2 separate regions of the Pan troglodytes genome follow, and region 1 is linked to region 2. A link is a contact called in public HiChIP or PLAC-seq data. All regions are on one chromosome and are shown on one strand. Each heading gives the region's core, a stretch centred on a gene start, on an enhancer-like site or on the middle of the called end of the contact. The rest is flanking DNA. Distances are from core to core; before and after follow the strand shown.

Region 1 (2,896 bases), core at 285-2,784, 200 kb before region 2:
AATTTTATTGCGTCTCTCCCCCTCACTGAAATACCAGCTCCAACAGGGTGGGGCTTTTCATCTCTTCAGTCACTTATGCACTTCCATCCATGATGTGTCCTGATGACCTAGAACAATGCCTGACACTTAGGAAGTACTCAATAAAATATTTGTTGATGTAAATCAATTGAAATATCAGTCCCATAGGGATGGGGATTTTCATCCCTTTAGTCACTTATCCACTTACTTGATATATCCTCATTACCTAGAAGAATGCCTGACACTTAGCAGGTACTCAATAAATACTTGATGTGAGCTCCTGAAATGAGTTTAGTTCAAGGGGCTTTTTTACAATACCAATTATCCTAAAGTAAAGATGACTGCCTATATTTAAATTTCCTGACTCAGTAGGTTGTCAATAAACAGGGACTATGATCTGAAAGCAAAGTTCAGTTTAAAAAGAAAAGTATGTGCTTGTATGAGTTACAAAAAAGGGCTAAGTACAAAAGAACTGCTGAGGTTAACATGAACATCGTTCTGTGAACTTATGATTTAAATAAAATCTTTATCACCACACTTGCCAAGAGCAATATATCTTATCATGAACGTACATAAAAAACTCTTGTGTCTTTCCTCTTAATACTCGGAACATTATTTTTATTTTTATTACGAAGTTTGCATTGGAGAATATTGTAACTCACTGCACCTAGGTAAAAACTAAAGACATAAATCTGATGTTAGTTCTAAAAATCTACAAGGGTAATGATATGAATTTCACAGACATGGAAGCCTTGTTCAGAATAGATTATAATAGAAAGGCTCGGTAGAGCCAGGTTCATGAGTGTGTGACCTGTGCAGAAGTGGGTGCTTAGAAGGCCCATGGCTTGGGTTAATGCTCTGCTGTTGCCGTCTTGAAATTCTTCACAATTTATGAACAAGGGAACTTCATTTTCAGTTTACACGGAACCCTGCAAATTATGTACTTGGCTCTATCTTCCTTTGCAAACGGAGAAACAGGCTTCAAGAGTTTTGAAACTGCCATAATAGATCCAAAAACTGTGTACGCTTTTCACATCTGTACAATTTTGTTACGAATTTATAAACATCTGCTGAATGGATGACTCTATGTATTGGCCCACATCACTTCAGAACTAGGTCTTGAACTTAGGGATTGTGGCAAGAAGGAAAAAGGCAGGTTCCGGTGGCTCACAGGGCAGGCCAGGTGGCTCACACCTGTGAGCATTTTGGGAGGCCAAGGCAGGTGGATCACTAGAGTCCAGGAGTTCGAGACCGGCCTGGGCAATATGGCAAGATCCTATCTCTACTAAAAATACAAAAATAGCCTGGGGTGGTGGCACGCGCCTGTAGTCCCAGGTACTCTGGAGGCTGAGGCAGGAGGATCACTTGAACCTGAAGGTCAAGGCTGCAGTGAGCCCTGATCTCAACACACACACAAAAAGAATGACTCTCAGGCTTCTTTTTTTCTAATGGATGGAAGTGAAACCTCGAAAGCACGTGGTCAAGTGCCTGACTCTTCCAAAACAAAAACAAAAACAAAAAAACTAGCCTCAGCAAGGAGGTCCGTAGCCTCCAGCTGACCGGATTTTCAGTCGCAGAACACCGGGGACCTAAAAAAGGGTCAATCTCAGCATCCTGCACTCAACCCAGCTCCTTCCGCCCCTCGAGCCCAGGCTGGGAGGAGCCGAGGAACCGAAAGAGAAAACAGGCCGCGCGGGCGGCAGAGGAGCCGGGCGCCGCAATGGACGTGCGGGCGCTGCCGTGGCTGCTGTGGCTGCTGTGCCGGGGCGGCGGCGATGCAGACTCCCGCGCCCCCTTCACCCCGACCTGGCCGCGGAGCCGCGAGCGTGAAGCCGCCGCCTTCCGGGTACCGAGCGCGCGCCTCCCCGGGATCTGTCCCTGCTCCCTCACTTCCTGTCCCGGGTCTGGGCTGCGGAAGAGGGCCCCCGAGAGCTGACCCTGCTCGTGGGCACCCGTGGCTCTGCGATGCGTCTGGGGCCCTGAGCTGCGGGTGCAAAAGCCAGCTTCTCTCTCCCCTCTCCTTGTGCTATGGTGTCACTCCCCCATGCCTTTGCTAACCAAAAGACTTGATTTTCCAGAAAAGATTTGTCGCTATGGATTTTTGGGACGCACCCAAATAAATCCATAGATACGTCCAAAGTGTCCTTGGTGGGAAGAAGCACCCCCTTTTAGCAATCCCCTCGATCGTTGCCACTGGCTTCCAAAGCTCTTCTATTTCTTTTTTATGAGAACCAGAAACAGGGAGCAGCCTGTTGGTGGAAGAAACCTGTCGTGTTTTTTTTTCCCGAGGAGGGCGCTAGTGATCAGAAGTTAGAAACAAAGAGCCTGCCTTTAGCCAGATTAAAGAATCCTGATGGTTTATGATTCTCCTTAAACTAACGCACCACCTTAAAAGTTCTTCCTGCCTTGGCGGAGACTGAGTTGAAGAAAAGAGAAACATTTAATTTCCTTTTCATATTATTATACGAAATATAATATAATTTATATTTTATAATATTTATAATAAATGCTTAGATTTGAGTCTAGCATGAAAACTCTGGAAGGGACCAGTTAGCTGAGCACAAATAATGATTTTCCTGAAACCAAGGAAACTGCAAGGGATGCCGATTTAGTGTTCGCCTCACTATGTTCTAGATAGCTGATACTATTTAACACATTTTTAAATTCATGAAAGATGCCGTTATCATGATTTAATTTATTGGAAAAGAAAATTCTTTCATTCTGAATCAAACGTAAGTCTGAGTTGAGTAATATTGCTCAAGGAAGTGTATCTTTTTTCCTGGTGTTTGTTGGAATTTCTCACAGGATTTCATAGCTGTGCTCTTTTCCCCCGACTCTCCTGGAAAGCTCCAATGTTTAGGAAGGCCAGCCTTCCCTG
Region 2 (2,808 bases), core at 96-2,595:
ACTCCTCTCCCTTAGGGGTACTATGCACTAAAGGGTCGGATCGTGGGGGCGCAACCCCCCAATCCCTGGTGGATTCTCCCCGTCACCATCCGCCCCACCCCCACGCTATCTTCCCACCCTCCTCACCTGTCACCGCTCCGGGAGAGGCTGGGCATCGGGAGCAGCGCGGGGACGCGAACCCGGAGCCTTCCCTGCCGCTGGCGCTCAGCCTCCCACACTGGTGGGGCCGGCCAGAGCCGGGAAGACCCCACGCCTCCGCCGCACCTCCCCTTCCCGAGCTCAGGAAGCTGCGGTGTGGAGCGGCAAACCCGCCTGGGAAGCAAAGGCACCGATCGCCCCCGCCACGACTCGCGGCGTTCCCACCTCCCCTGACTGGGCGCGGGCAAGGAGTGAGGCTGCTCCCGTGGCCGGCAGTGAGCTCCCAGGGCCCCCGAGCCAAGCTCCGGCTGCGCGGCCAGTTCCCTCGCTGCCAGGCCGGCCGAGGAGGGGTGAGGTTCGGGCCGCACCCGGCTGAGAGCACTTACCATGGTGTCTGCACCGGGAGCCGGGGAGGCAGCCCCCACGCAGAGGTACGGCCGAAGGGACCCAGGCAGAGGCGGCAGCGGCTACAGCGCAACCGGGCCGGGGAGGCAGCATCGAGCTGGAGCGAGAACAGCCGCCTTGGCCCGCCCTGATTGCCACCTCTTCCCAGCCAATGGCGAGTCGAGCCGCAGGGGGCTGGTCGGTGCTCCCCAGTTCTTCAACCAATCAGGGACAGAGGAGGGAATTCGGATGCTCTCAATGCTGCTGCGCTCCAGTGCCTTCCCGCCCCCACCTGGTGACAAGGCCTTCATTTGAGGCCATAACAATGACAGTGGAGAAGCCCCAGCCGTGCTCCTTGCATGAATTCTGGAGCAGAGGAAATGCAGCTCTTGTGGACCCACTAAATGTATTATTATTCAGAGATCTGCCCTCAGTGGTTAACACAAGCAAAAGGGAACAGGGCGTGTTTGTTGTGTGAGCGTGTACGTGTGTACTTTGCAATGGACAGACCTTAAAAGGAATATCCTCCGTTGCTGGCATCCTCATGATTATCTTTGTCTAGCAGATAAACATTTCCTCTGTGGCTTGGTCCCACAACAGTTTATGGCAAATTTAAAGCTGGTAATATTGAGAAAAACATATTTTCACTTCTACTCAATGAGACTAGTTGAGTGAAGCACCAAAAATTTTCAGTAATGTAGTTTGGTGGACGTTATGTTAAATCCAGTCCTGCCCTTTACTAAACTGTACAAGATCCAGCGATATTCTAGGCTTGATCCCTGTGGGACACCTTTCCCTACACCATGTCCGAGAGCCATAATTCCAGGGAATTTGTAACCCGCTAGAGCGGGCCTCTGTTGCTGTTTCTTAGCAACAGACGAACTGGAAAATGACCAGTACAAAATGCACAGACTTTAACTACTCTACCTCCAGCTTACATTCTACCAGACCCTTAGGTTTGTTAATGCTCTGAGTCCTGCCATAGAGAGAAGATGAGAGGAACAGGAAGTGGCAGCTTATTAAAGCTGTTTGTACCTGAGGTATATGGACTCCAGTTGACTTTTAGGGCAAGGTCAAAAGTGAGGTCACCAGTCTCAAGTGGACCTGAGAAGCCAGATGGTATTTTAAGATGTGCATATTTTGTTGTGAGAACAGTCTCAATATGGTTAGAGAAAAATGTCAAAACAATAAGATTGTGCTGACATCAGCACCGAGAGAGCTATGATGAAGGAAACTGATACAGAAATAGTGGTATATAGCAAACAAACAAAACAACAAATTACTTTAAAAATTTCCATTAATGGTGGAATGAGTAAATAGATTACAGCCTTTCATACAATCTAACACCTTGTTTTAAACAACTATTAAAACATTAATCATTATTTAACAACAATTAACCACTAATTTGGAACCATTAAAATGGCACATTAAACAACCATGAAAAAGCAGGAGGGTGACTAGAAAATGATGATGCAGAAAAGTATTGTCAGGTTTACAAAACACCACAAGAATGTAATCATTTTCCATTTTTTAGAGTTAGTATACAGTAAGGTGTTATGTGGGTAATAACACAGGCACATACATGTTGCCGTAAGAATAATAGTTTGGGAGGAAACACAGGAAGTGTTGATATGGCTATGGTCTGTAATTAGAACCAGTGGCTGGAATGGCCATGACTCTTACTTTTTATAACTTTCTGTATCTTTTGATTATTTTTCTACACAGATGAATTTTCTTTACTGTTACATAACTGAATTTTTTTTAACTTTTATTTTAGTTTCAGGGGTACATATGCAGGTTTGTTATATAGGCCAATTACATGTCTTGGGGGTTTGGTGTACAGATTACTTTGTCACCCAAGCACTAAGCATGGTACCCAATAAATAGTTTTTTGATCCTCACCCTCTTCCCACCTTCCATCCTCAAGTAGGCCCTGGTGGCCATTGTTCCCTTCTTTGTGTTCATGTGTACTCCGTGTTTAGCTCCCACTTGCAAGTGAGAACATGTGGTATTTGGTTTTCTGTTTCTGTTAATTTACATAGGATAATGGTCTCCAGCTCCGTCCATGTTGCTGCAAAGGACATGATCTCATTATTTTTGATGTCTGCATAGTATTCCATGGTATATATGTACCACATTCTCTATCCAGTCTACCACTGATGGACATCTAGATTGAGTCCATGTCTTTGCATATAGTGAATTCACATATTAATTCACATATATTCACAAGTATTCATTTTGTGAATAGTTTATTTCATTCCATGTGACTAGTGCTGTGATGAACGT

The links. HiChIP or PLAC-seq counts read pairs in DNA pulled down with a chosen protein or histone mark.
Region 1: an H3K4me3 HiChIP or PLAC-seq map of stem cell-derived excitatory neurons shows a contact between it and region 2, with 2.5 times the contacts expected there. The contact joins the promoter of CTSO here to the promoter of GUCY1B1 in region 2. A contact is called at or near these places in 1 of 7 Hi-C or Micro-C datasets (stem cell-derived neural progenitor cells) and 1 of 1 datasets of contacts at active chromatin or transcription factors (stem cell-derived excitatory neurons).

What each region holds. Positions count from the first base shown.
Region 1 is chr3:157,768,521-157,771,416 of NHGRI_mPanTro3-v2.0_pri, reverse strand. It overlaps CTSO (cathepsin O), which reads left to right and starts at 1,534. Exons shown (of 8, transcript XM_517502.8): 1 at 1,534-1,864. The coding sequence starts at 1,739.
Region 2 is chr3:157,573,281-157,576,088 of NHGRI_mPanTro3-v2.0_pri, reverse strand. It overlaps GUCY1B1 (guanylate cyclase 1 soluble subunit beta 1), which reads right to left and starts at 1,345. Exons shown (of 14, transcript XM_003310554.5): 1 at 525-1,345. The coding sequence starts at 527.